Linked DNA regions of Gossypium arboreum: region 1 is linked to region 2. Evidence: chromatin contacts called from public Hi-C data. All regions are on one chromosome and are shown on one strand. Each heading gives the region's core, a stretch centred on a gene start, on an enhancer-like site or on the middle of the called end of the contact. The rest is flanking DNA. Distances are from core to core; before and after follow the strand shown. Region 1 holds the start of LOC108467309 (heterodimeric geranylgeranyl pyrophosphate synthase small subunit, chloroplastic). Region 2 overlaps LOC108467281 (serine/threonine-protein kinase STY46).

Region 1 (5,627 bases), core at 2,363-4,862, 84 kb after region 2:
CCAAGCTAGACTCATGCATGGTATTAATAATATATATGTTATTAATAGAACCCCTGATTGAGTTAATGTTACGGTTTAACTGCATTCCAACTCGATTAGGAAATTATTACCATCCCTTTTATTAAATGATTATTATTATTTTGATGGCCTTTTTGTGTTTTCATACTTTTATATAGTTTTTAAATAAAAGAAGTAAAAATTAACATGTATAGGGATTTAACTTGTGTTTAATAAAAGTTATAAACAATTTTTTTACTATTACAGCAATAATAAATAAATTTTAGTAAAAAGTTAACTTTTAACATAAAGTGTTTTCTCTCACCAAATTTGTGTATTGATACTTGTATACTATTTATTAAATCTTTTACTAAGTTGGTGTTTCCCATCAATCGAGTCCCAACTCAATTAGGGAATAACCAAAAACCGGTTGTGTTTGCAAAGTTATATGATAATGTGAGTGTTTTTGTCTTCTTATATTCTTATAAATCAATACAAAATTATCCTTAATAAGATTTGAACTAAGAACACAATGCATATAAAACATTTTTATTTACCATTTGAACTAAAGCAATTTTTAATTTTTATTTGAAACTTTAATAACTTATATCCGTGTTCTAAATTTTCATAGATTTGTGTATCTATCTATATACTTACTATTTATTAAGTGTTTTATTGAGTTGTTACCCTCAACTGGTTCACCAACTCAATTAGAAAATTACAAAATGCTCTTCTATAATTAAAATAAATTTATATTATTTGAGGGTAATTTAATCTTTTAAGCAATCAATCCAAGCCCTTTTAAGTTCGTCTATATTATTTGTTCTATATATATTTCCATTAAATTTCTAAACATAAACAATTTAGCTGATTATAAAATAGAAAATTATTTAATACCACGCCATTAGAAAAAACTTCACAAACATGTTAAGGGTTTGACAAATGTATTATAGAGTGTAATAAAAAAATTAATTATATAAATAAATATGTTACTTATTACATCCTGTGAAATCTATAAAACCCCACCAACAATTTATCAAATAATTACCATTATAAAATATTCTCCAAAAAACACAACACATTATAAAACAAAAGGACAAAATAACACATTATAAACATGACTTCAAATCTTAAGAGTCTAGAGTCCAATCCCTATCCATACTTTAAATCTGTTTTATTTTTTAGACTTAATATTTTTACTTCAAATCTGTCTCATTTTTTAAACTTAATACTTTTTGTTCAAACTTCGAGCTTGGACAAACCCTACAAAAGAACAAGTTGATACTGAAAGTCAACCCTATGCTTTTGTTTCTTTTTCCTTTTTATAAGAGGTTTTTAAGATCTGTTAATGGTTTTTCCAGATAATAGCAAGGCTTATAAGCAAATTCATCAGCCCATTTCAGACAAAGGAAGTTGACATGGCTATTCTTGTACCTCTGCATATGATGTATTTTAGAAAATTTCAAGAAACACACTGATGTTAACCGGGTCAATAACCAGCAATCGTCAATGTAAATTCACCAACATGAAAAAAAAGCACATCATTGACTCAAGTCACTAACATTGAAACCTCTATTAATAGCATAATCTATGAAGCTATAGAGTGGCGCCACACAGTCACCATACTTTTCAAAGCCATCCAATTCGTTCTTAGCCTTGCTTCGAAGCTCTTCTATAATTTCCATCGACTTCTCGATCCCATACAAGCTCACATAACCTTTACCTTTCTTTTCCTGCCCCTCGGTTCCTTCTTTTTCTGTCAATTTTGACAGTAAAACATCATTCACCACTTCATACAATACACCCACAGCTCTCCCGTACCTCCTCAACCTTTCTATCTCGTCATCTTTGGCACCGGCCAACAATCCCCCACACACTGCAGAGCATTCACCCATTGCACCGTATTTTTTCTCTTGGATAAAATCAACAGTGTTGCCGCCTTTGAGGTCTAGGAACTGCCCAGCAGCCATGCCAGAAGACCCCACAGTGCGTGCTATCTCAGCAATCACATGCAAGAGCCGGGATTCAGGAACAAGTTCAGGAGGCGTATGCATGACAATATGGTGGAAGCCAAGAGGGAAGAGTGCATCACCAGCAAGGATCGCCATGTCATCACCAAAGACCTTATGGTTCGAAGGTTGGCCTCTGCGTTCTGGAGCATCATCCATGCAAGGAAGGTCATCATGAATTAATGAAGCAGCATGAACCTGTAAAAATGAAAAAAGTTCAGTTCTAACCTGCACTTATGATCATCTGGTACCGATTTAAACTACATACAGACAACATAAAAGACAACGTCAGTTTAAATAGAACAACTTGCAGACATCTCTTTGATTTAGCAACAAAGAATACTACATATTAAAACAAACTTCCATGGCCAGTGAATCTTCAAGAGTGTTCTAACAAAGCAATGAATTGTTTTTCTTGTATTTCTGAATTAAGTTTTGTACTCAGTTTAGGCAAATGATATTGCGCAAACATAATCCCAGCAATCTTCAGAAAAAAAGATAACTCTTCCTACTTCAATGTCAAACAGTGATTCTCGTTATAAATATGATAAAATCCTGATCCATTTGTTTATCAATTATAACCAAGATTGAATTCAGTGGACCACAAATTCAAAAGTATACTGCACCAGGGTTATATTCTCATTCCATGTGAGATTTTATGTTAATTTGAACATTGATATAATCATTCAAAAACAATCCAAAAACCATTCGGGAAAAGGTTACCTTTTCTCATAATCAACACTAATTCTAGTTTTTGATTCTCTAAAAATTAAACTCTATGAAGAAAGTAACCAATGCTTGATATTACATGCTGCAGCTACTAGAGCTTCATAAAGGGAAGATTCATAAAAATTTATAGAATTAAAACTAGATAAAGTAATCCAACCAAAGTTTTACACCATATTCCTTAAAGCAGATACCTAAGCGTGGTTACTAAAGAACAATCAGATCAAATCATGTGAATAGAGAGGAAATTGGATAAATGGGAAAAGAGGAGGCAACCATTTCAAGAGCACAAGCAGTAGGGAAAGCAGCGAGTCGATTATCCCCAAAGATTTCATAGGCAGCCACACACATAACAGGAGGGGCTCGCTTAGCACCCTTTGCAAGAACAGAATACCTCATAGCTTCATAGATCTGATCTGGGTATTTCACTGGGATTGCTTCTTCAAGCTTTTGAGTGATTTCTGCATAAAGGGTAGCCCAGTAAGCCTTTAAATCGAACTGGGTCAAATTTGATTCACTTGAAATTGATACAGATGGTGACGATAGGCATCGAATTGGGATGTGAATATCCTTGGGTTTCCTGGTAAGGTAGAGATTTGGAACTGATGTTAACACCGTTGAGAAAACCATCCTTTCTCTCTCTCTTTTTCCTTTTTCCAGTAAAAGTTGATTGTAGAAATTTTCCCTTTATATGAACTAAACTTATTTTGTTAGGTCAGTCAACTATGACATACGAAGCCATTTCCTCCATTAAAGCCATTTACTAGTGCAACTCAAAAGGATAGTGTTTATGATCAAAGAAAAAGAAAAAATTAATAGGCACTCACAATGAGTACAGAAGTTTGAAGCATAGTCACATATTTCGAATATGTCCAATCTTCACATTATAATTTTAAGGGCATTTTGCCAGAAAATGGATCTTGTCCATGCCAATTTAATCTTTGACTTTAAGGGTAATTGTTGGATTGAATTAAATTAAAAAAATTTGAATTAATCGAGTTGATTTTATTTTATCATTCTAACTTGATTTGAAATATTTATAAATCGAGTCGAGTAAGATAGAATTCGAATCAAATATTTAAATTTATTACTAACTTTCATATGCTCATAATTTATTTATTAATTTTTTATATATGAGTTAGCATATTTACTTATTTAGTTGTTTCAATTATCTTCTAATTATTGTCACTATGTTAGCATCTTTGCTTACTTAGTTGTTTCAATTATCTTCTAATTATTATCACTATGTATTTTGAAATTAAAAATATATTAAATATAAAAATGTTATTTTTAATAAAATATATCTTAAAGATAAAATGTGAAATTGATACCAATATAAAATTTTAACACGAATATTTTATGGTATCATCAATAATTTAATTTTAACATAAATTTATAAAGATTTAATATGATTAAACAATTCAATAATATAAATAGTATAAAATGTAAAATTTAATTTAATAATATAAATTGTAGATATAAATTAAAAAATTGACAGAAATAATTAAAAATTATTACTATTTAGATTTAAAAAATTTGGATGATTTTTTATTTAAAGGTAAAGGGTAAAAAGTAAAAGTTTAGGGCAAAATAAAAAGATGAGGTTGGGAGAATAAAATTTTTGGGGAAAGTAAACGGGAGAAAATATTCAAAAAACTTTTGGGAAAAAATGTGTTTGGAGTAGATGGGGGTGGGATGGGAGAGGAGTAAAAGTTTTGGGGAGAAAGTAAAAAAGGTTGAGGGTTTTGGGTAAAAATATAAAATATTATAGTTTGGTATTTGATTTATTTGAATTATTTGAATTCGAAAATTAAACTTATTCGAAATTAAAATTCAAAAAAAAATTAAATTAACTCGAATAACTCGATTCGTTTAACTAGAAATTTGAAAAAATAATTTAATTTATTTGAGTCAAATCAAGATTTGCTCACTCTTATTGACCCACACTATATAGTTTTTGGGGGTTTATTATTAGCATAAATAAGATTCCATTATAATCGATATAATTTTTTATTGGATAAGTTAGTGTCTTTTGTTCATTTAGTAAGTTAAGTGAATTAATGGTTAAATTAGCTATATATGCCAAAAAAAAATGTTTATTGGTCAAATAGGTTGATTTTTTGAAAATTTAAGGAAATCGATCGTTTTTTAGGAGAGTATGTGAAAGCGTATTCAGCTGGGTGTGCTTTCTATACAACTGGTAAGAAAGCGCGCCCAACTAGACACGTTTTTCCTTTAAGTAGCAAATTTTGACTTCTTTTAATATAATTAGTTTGTTTAGTTAGATAGTTAAATGATAGTGATTTTATTTTTGAGTCTTAGGTTCAATTCATCTCCCACTCACATTAGTACTTTTTTATTTTATGTTGTTTTAAGATTTTTTAATTTTTAATTAATATTTTTAACTTCCTTAGTTAAATGGTTAAATAATAATTTCATTCTTAAGACCCATATGAATATACCACACGAATTCGTTAGTATAGATGATGAAATTCCATAAATACAGAGTCAATTCCAATAGACTTATTGGAGGGTTCCATTGGCGTGCATCCAGTAAGAATTGAATCTATGAATTCACCAATTATGAGTTGGGTGCTTTAACCATTTAGCCATGGATACTTAGCGGGGATCCTCATACATGATGAATAACCAAATTCCAATTGAAATGAAATATTTAGGATAGATAATTGCAATTTAGGAGGAATCAATGAAAGGACATCAATTCAAATCCTGGATTTTCAAATTGAGAGAGATTAATAATTCTCACTATTTTTTAGATTCATGGACCCAATTCAATTCAGTGTGATCTTTCACTCACATTTTTTCCACCAAAACGTTTTATAAAACTCTTGGACTCCCTAATTTGGAGTACCCTACTTTCACGAGGGTAAAATG
Region 2 (5,576 bases), core at 2,088-4,587:
GAAGTTTATACGAGGAGGCCCAAATGTTTAAATTTCGGATTGTTTACTCTAAAAAGAGGGGATTGTTGGAACCTAAGGATAGAATGAGGTACTAATAGAGACTATTCAAGTGACAGTTATGTTGGTCAAGACTATTCCTCTTTAAGGGGAAACTATTTTGGTTACACCTGTCATGGAGTTAGTTCCGTAGAGAACCATCATATAAGAAAAATTGTAAACTCGAATGGTCATTGAGGTAACAGTTTGTTGGAAACTATAGGCCAAAACAATCCGCCACACACGGGCTTGGTACATCTTATAAGAAATGTATCGCAAATAGGGTAGATTACGAGGAAATAATCCAAACAACTTTTCAAAACGAGTGCAGGGTGAAATGAAATTTAATCTGCCAGAGTGGCGTGGGTTCTTATTAGATAACCTGGCTGATGGGATATCAGTAAGTCCTTCCGGACTATAGTAAGAAAAAAATAGAATCCACTGGGGACTAGTCAGATTTGGAATGTACGCCAAGGAAGACATAACCAAGGGGGTTTTTAGGATGGAAGATTAGGAGGACAACCTTATGAGTATATAGAGAAAGAGAGAATGTAGGCGAAAAAATGAAGAGTTCGCAATTATTGCGAGACATTTGAAAAAATTACCAAATCCAATTAGATGGCAATAGGATCTACCTGGAGAAGATCACTTATCGATTTATCTGCCAATAGACGAGCTCGGGAAATGAATCAAAGTCTTCCATCCTAGATTGAGAGAAACCGTCCTAAATTATCAGGGAGTTAAACGTGTTGGGTTTTTTTTCATTTTACTACTCCTGCATGATAGGGTCTATTTTTGAGCAATGTAGTGGAGAAATTCACTAAGTTCTTTTGAACTTACAGAATTTTGGCCTATGTTGCAGGACTCGATGGGAGATTAAGGATCTTGATGAGGGACCAAGCCAGACAGTGATAGATCGAAGATTATCGTTAGTATAGTGTCATGCCCATAGAAAAGGGTAATTTCAGAGGCTTCGTCAGGGTTAGATATTATGTAATTAAGTAGCTTTTCTTAGAATTTAGAATTCCAGGGTAGTCAAATGATATTTGGCGTAAAGTTCCTATTGTAAAAACCATTCAAAGTAAAGTAATAGACATTTGGCAAATTTTCTAGCTAAAGTATTAGATCAGACCAGTTCAATTGTAACACTCCATATCCGAACTTGGCAATCGGGTCGGGTAAGGGCATTATAAAATATATTTTATAATTTATTCAATTTAGTCCCTAAACCCGAAACAAGCATAAATTTATGTCTAAAGCGTCGAATTAAAATTCGATTTCACATATATTCATTAAGGACCTACTTTCTATTCCTACCAAAATTTCATAATAGTTTTGCATTTATTCAATTTGGTTCCTAATGTACGAAACTAATAATTAAGCTTAATTTCTATCAATTTCACACCAAATTCATCTATATCCCAACAATGGAAACTTTCAAAAACTTTAAAAGTTTTACGGTACATAGGCTAGTTAAATAAAGTTTCAATGATTCAATTTCCCTTAAAATCAAAGAAAAGTGGCTAGGGACTTACTTGAAATTAAGGGTCAAATGTTAAAATAAGGTTGAAGCTTTCTTCTGTTCTTCTAGGCTATGGTGGACAGTTAATGTGGAGAAGATGAAAGCTTTTCTCCACTTAATTTGGTTCATATAGTGTGGTTTAATTGTAATTAAAGTAGTTTAATTATCTTAATCTTAATTAATTAAACTTTAATAACTAATTATCTTAATTTAATAGACACCTTTCATCATTATCCACTAACAATTTTTCTAATTTGGTTTATTAGCCATTTTAGTCATTTGGATAATTACTATTTAAGCCTCCAACATTTATCCTAATTAAAAATCTATAGCTATCAAAATTTTACAATTTAGTTTCTAGACTTTAATTAACCACATTTTCAAATAATTTGTCTAACCAAATATCGATTCATCAATATTCAAACTCCATAAATATCTCTAATTAATATTTACAAACTCGATTTACAAAAACGAAATTCTAAAATCGCATTTTTCGATATTACTGAAAATCAAGTCGTTACAATTTTAGAATTGAAGTGGGACGAAAGTATTATATAAAATTCGAAACTCAAAAGTTGGAATATACAAAAATAAAAGTTGAGTAGGGGTTAGGGTGAGAAAAAAACACTAACCTAATTTGCCCTGTTGTCATATCAATTCATAGTACACAAATATTGAAAGAAAATATTAAAATATAACCAATAAAAATAATTTTTAAATATAAAATACAATATTTCATTTTTTAGTTTTAGTTTTTAAATAAATTGAATTTTTTGTGAAAACTTCAACGGTACATAAAAGTCGTGGAGTATCGAGCTGCTTTCCGAGCAACAAAATATAAATAAACGGTTATTTATCAAATTTTTATTTTTAATATATTAATGACATAATAGAATTTAATTTTAATATTTTAGTGAATTAATTTTAGCCACATTCGGGTAACCTATAATTAAAAAAATTAATGAAAGATATTTTCTATAAAAAAATTTGTAAGAAATGATAAGTTTATAGAGATCTATCTATCACTGAATATAGATTTTTAATTATTACCTTTTATATTTATTAAACAATATTAATATATAAAACATATTTTATAATTTAAATTCAATATTAATTACTCAATTTTATAAAACACTCTTAAATGTAATATAACATGGAACAGTGTTTTATATTTTCCATATTTAAAGAAAATCCCACCATTAGTTATGTTTGTTACATTTTTCATGCAATACTTTATGCTCTTAAATATACCACATTCATGTTCTCTAAATTATTACAATAACAATAACGTCAACCCAACAACAAAGCTAAAATACATATACAAAATATTCCCCAAAACATATATTTAACAAAATAAATAAAAGCAATTGTATGGAAAAATAAAAAAGGAAAAATACCCTTTGAGTGGAGCAAATTGCAAATCGAGTCTACGTTTTACAATGATCTAATGCCGATTTAGTAGCTCCGAAAACAAGGTCAATTTTTCAATAAAGAGAATCACATTGAACCCAAAATTTGTCCTAACTAGATCATGCAATTACTTTTAAAACAGGATTCAACGAATTCAAATCTACAAAATGCAATTCTTTCTTTTTATCTTCGAATAGGAATGGCGGCAGGCAGAAGAATGGACATTGTTTTAGACGACCATAAATCATGGGGGAAACAAGGAAAAAAAAAAAAAAGAATTACTGTACAGTGTTGATGAAAATGGTGGGAATGGCCCGGCCGACATATCACTGTATAAACATATCTTGGTCTTTTACTTTAATGGTGGCCTCTCCTAAGGGCCGACAAAAATCCTCCTGAAGATTTCTCCTTACGTCGATCTTCACCGTCATCTCCTACCTGTTTTGCAAATTTATCCACCGTAAAAATCTGACATAGATGTTCATATTAAAGGCTTTTAAAACAATATAAGCACAAAATGGCAAAAACTGAGCAAACAACCATGTGTATGTCGTCGAGCCATTGGACGCAGGTGAATAATTTGTGAAAATAAAATAAGTTGAATGGAGAATATGAAAACAAACCTCCTTGGCAATTTGCTGTAAAATCTCTATAATTTCAGAAAAATCAGGTCTTAGTGCAGGATCTTGTTGCCAGCAACTCTCAAGCAGTTCAGCCAGCTTGGGGTTAGTGTGCTTTGGAATTGTAGGACGTAGATTCTAGAATCAATATGAATAAATAGAGTGATTACTATTTGTCTAAGCACTGTCAAAATAATCCTCCAATGACTTTCCTTGTCGATGATAGAGACAGTAGGCATACCTTTTGAACCACTCCGACAGCAGCTTGTAATGGGGTTAAGTACTCGTATGGAAGCTGCAAATGCAAACAAAAACAAACCATCAGACATCTTCATGTATGTAACCTGAACATATTAAACAAAAGATAGTGACTGAGAAATACCTTTCCGGTTAACAACTCCCATAATACGATTCCAAAACTAAAAACATCAGCCTTGTGATCATATGGCTTGTGTTCAATAACCTTCAAAACAAAAGAACTGTGGTAAGAAAATGAGCAGATGAACAATCAATTAGAGGATGAATGATAATCTCAACTCAAACGGATTAATGCAATTACCAATTTACTTTTAAAGAGGAACATAAAGCAACAATGAGTAAAGAGAACAAACTGACCAAGATTAAACCCTTTTTCCTTTCTAATCATGATAAAGAAACACAAGTGAAGACAATAAAGAGGCAAATAAAACAGTCAATACACTTTAACTTACTGGAATAAAAAAAGAGGCTAAACTCTTTGCTTAGATTTAAACTTGGGTTAAAAAAAGCAAATAAAGAATACAACTTACATCATGGTTCATCAAGTACTTAAGTTCTCTAATTTTAATTTTAATGGAAATTAACTGAGTGAATCAGCTAGCTTCCTTAAACCAAACCACATTTCTAGAAAGTTATACACTGCTTAATGCTTATAATGCTGTATCTTCATTTCTTTTTTTATATTTCACGAGACACCCGAAGGAAAGTTTAGGGATATTCATGGAACAGTTTCTAACAGCTTTTGTGATAGGAGCTCACCTCAGGAGCCATCCATCTGTATGTTCCAGTTTCAGCTGTCATAACTCCAGATTGAGATTTCACTCTAGCAACCCCAAAATCAGCAACCTTAACCACCTGTAAGGCAAACCTGTATTAGAATTTTTATCAAGCTAGCATTTAATTTGACCACAATAAATTATAGAAAGGGCATGTTTATAGGAGAGATTGTTCTCAAGCAAGATTTAAGGAAAGGAATAATTAGAGACAAGCTTAATTCAACTCAATGTATAAACTTTAGCAACTATAAGAATCTTACTTCATTTTCATCCATTAGAAGATTAGCAGCCTTCAGATCCCTATGGATTATATTATTTTGGTGCAAGTAGTTCATTCCTTTAGAAACATCTATTGCAACTTTAAGCAACGATGGAAGCCTGAAAACACCCTTCTGTTTGTGAAGGTAGTCGTATACACTTCCGCCAGACATAAATTCTATAAAGAGAAAAGAAAGGAAAAGACAGAAAGAAAACTGGCATTAGCATTTTCTTTCAATTACAAAAGAAAAACAAAGAGAGAGAGAGAGAAAGAGATAGAAATATTCATAAATCTCACTTTCATCAAATTAATAAAAGACAATAGAGAATCGGTAGGACACCTGTAATAATACACAAGTTAGGAGGCTGGGTACATGCACCAAGAAATTGTACAACATTCTTATGCCGAACTTTCCTGCAAATTTGAAGTAAAATTGTTGATTAACAGAATAGATTATTCCTGGAACAAAGTAGAACTCTATTTGATAAAATATAAATTATGTGGATTTCATGATGGAAGAATTAAAAGTGAGAAAACCGATCAAAGACATTAAAACCCAAAGCGGCTACTTGCTATGGTAAATTAGCATGAGTTTCACTGGTTTTCTTTCTATAAGAATACATGAAGTATTAAAAATAAATAAGAAACACGCAGCAACTGGAGAAGCCTACAATTATCAGTTGATCACCGATCTG

What was found. A called contact is a pair of places that touch in the nucleus more often than the background predicts.
Region 1: a contact with region 2 is called in a Hi-C map of leaf, with 2.0 times the contacts expected there. The contact joins the promoter of LOC108467309 here to the enhancer-like site in region 2. A contact is called at or near these places in 2 of 5 Hi-C or Micro-C datasets (both in leaf).

What each region holds. Positions count from the first base shown.
Region 1 is chr2:103,531,871-103,537,497 of ASM2569848v2, forward strand. It overlaps LOC108467309 (heterodimeric geranylgeranyl pyrophosphate synthase small subunit, chloroplastic), which reads right to left and starts at 3,613. Exons shown (of 2, transcript XM_017767935.2): 1 at 3,009-3,613; 2 at 1,423-2,204. The coding sequence starts at 3,362. The coding sequence ends at 1,539.
Region 2 is chr2:103,447,829-103,453,404 of ASM2569848v2, forward strand. It overlaps LOC108467281 (serine/threonine-protein kinase STY46), which reads right to left. Exons shown (of 16, transcript XM_017767880.2): 10 at 5,222-5,295; 11 at 4,883-5,058; 12 at 4,606-4,701; 13 at 3,971-4,051; 14 at 3,830-3,883; 15 at 3,592-3,726; 16 at 2,791-3,406. The coding sequence ends at 3,326. Among protein-coding and RNA genes, the nearest start is that of LOC108467281, 8.4 kb to the right of the region's middle. Within about 2 kb of position 3,338, at least 2 of the 2 cell types and tissues checked have an H3K27ac peak or open chromatin away from gene starts, as enhancers often do. A contact at or near this core is called in leaf, where this site is marked.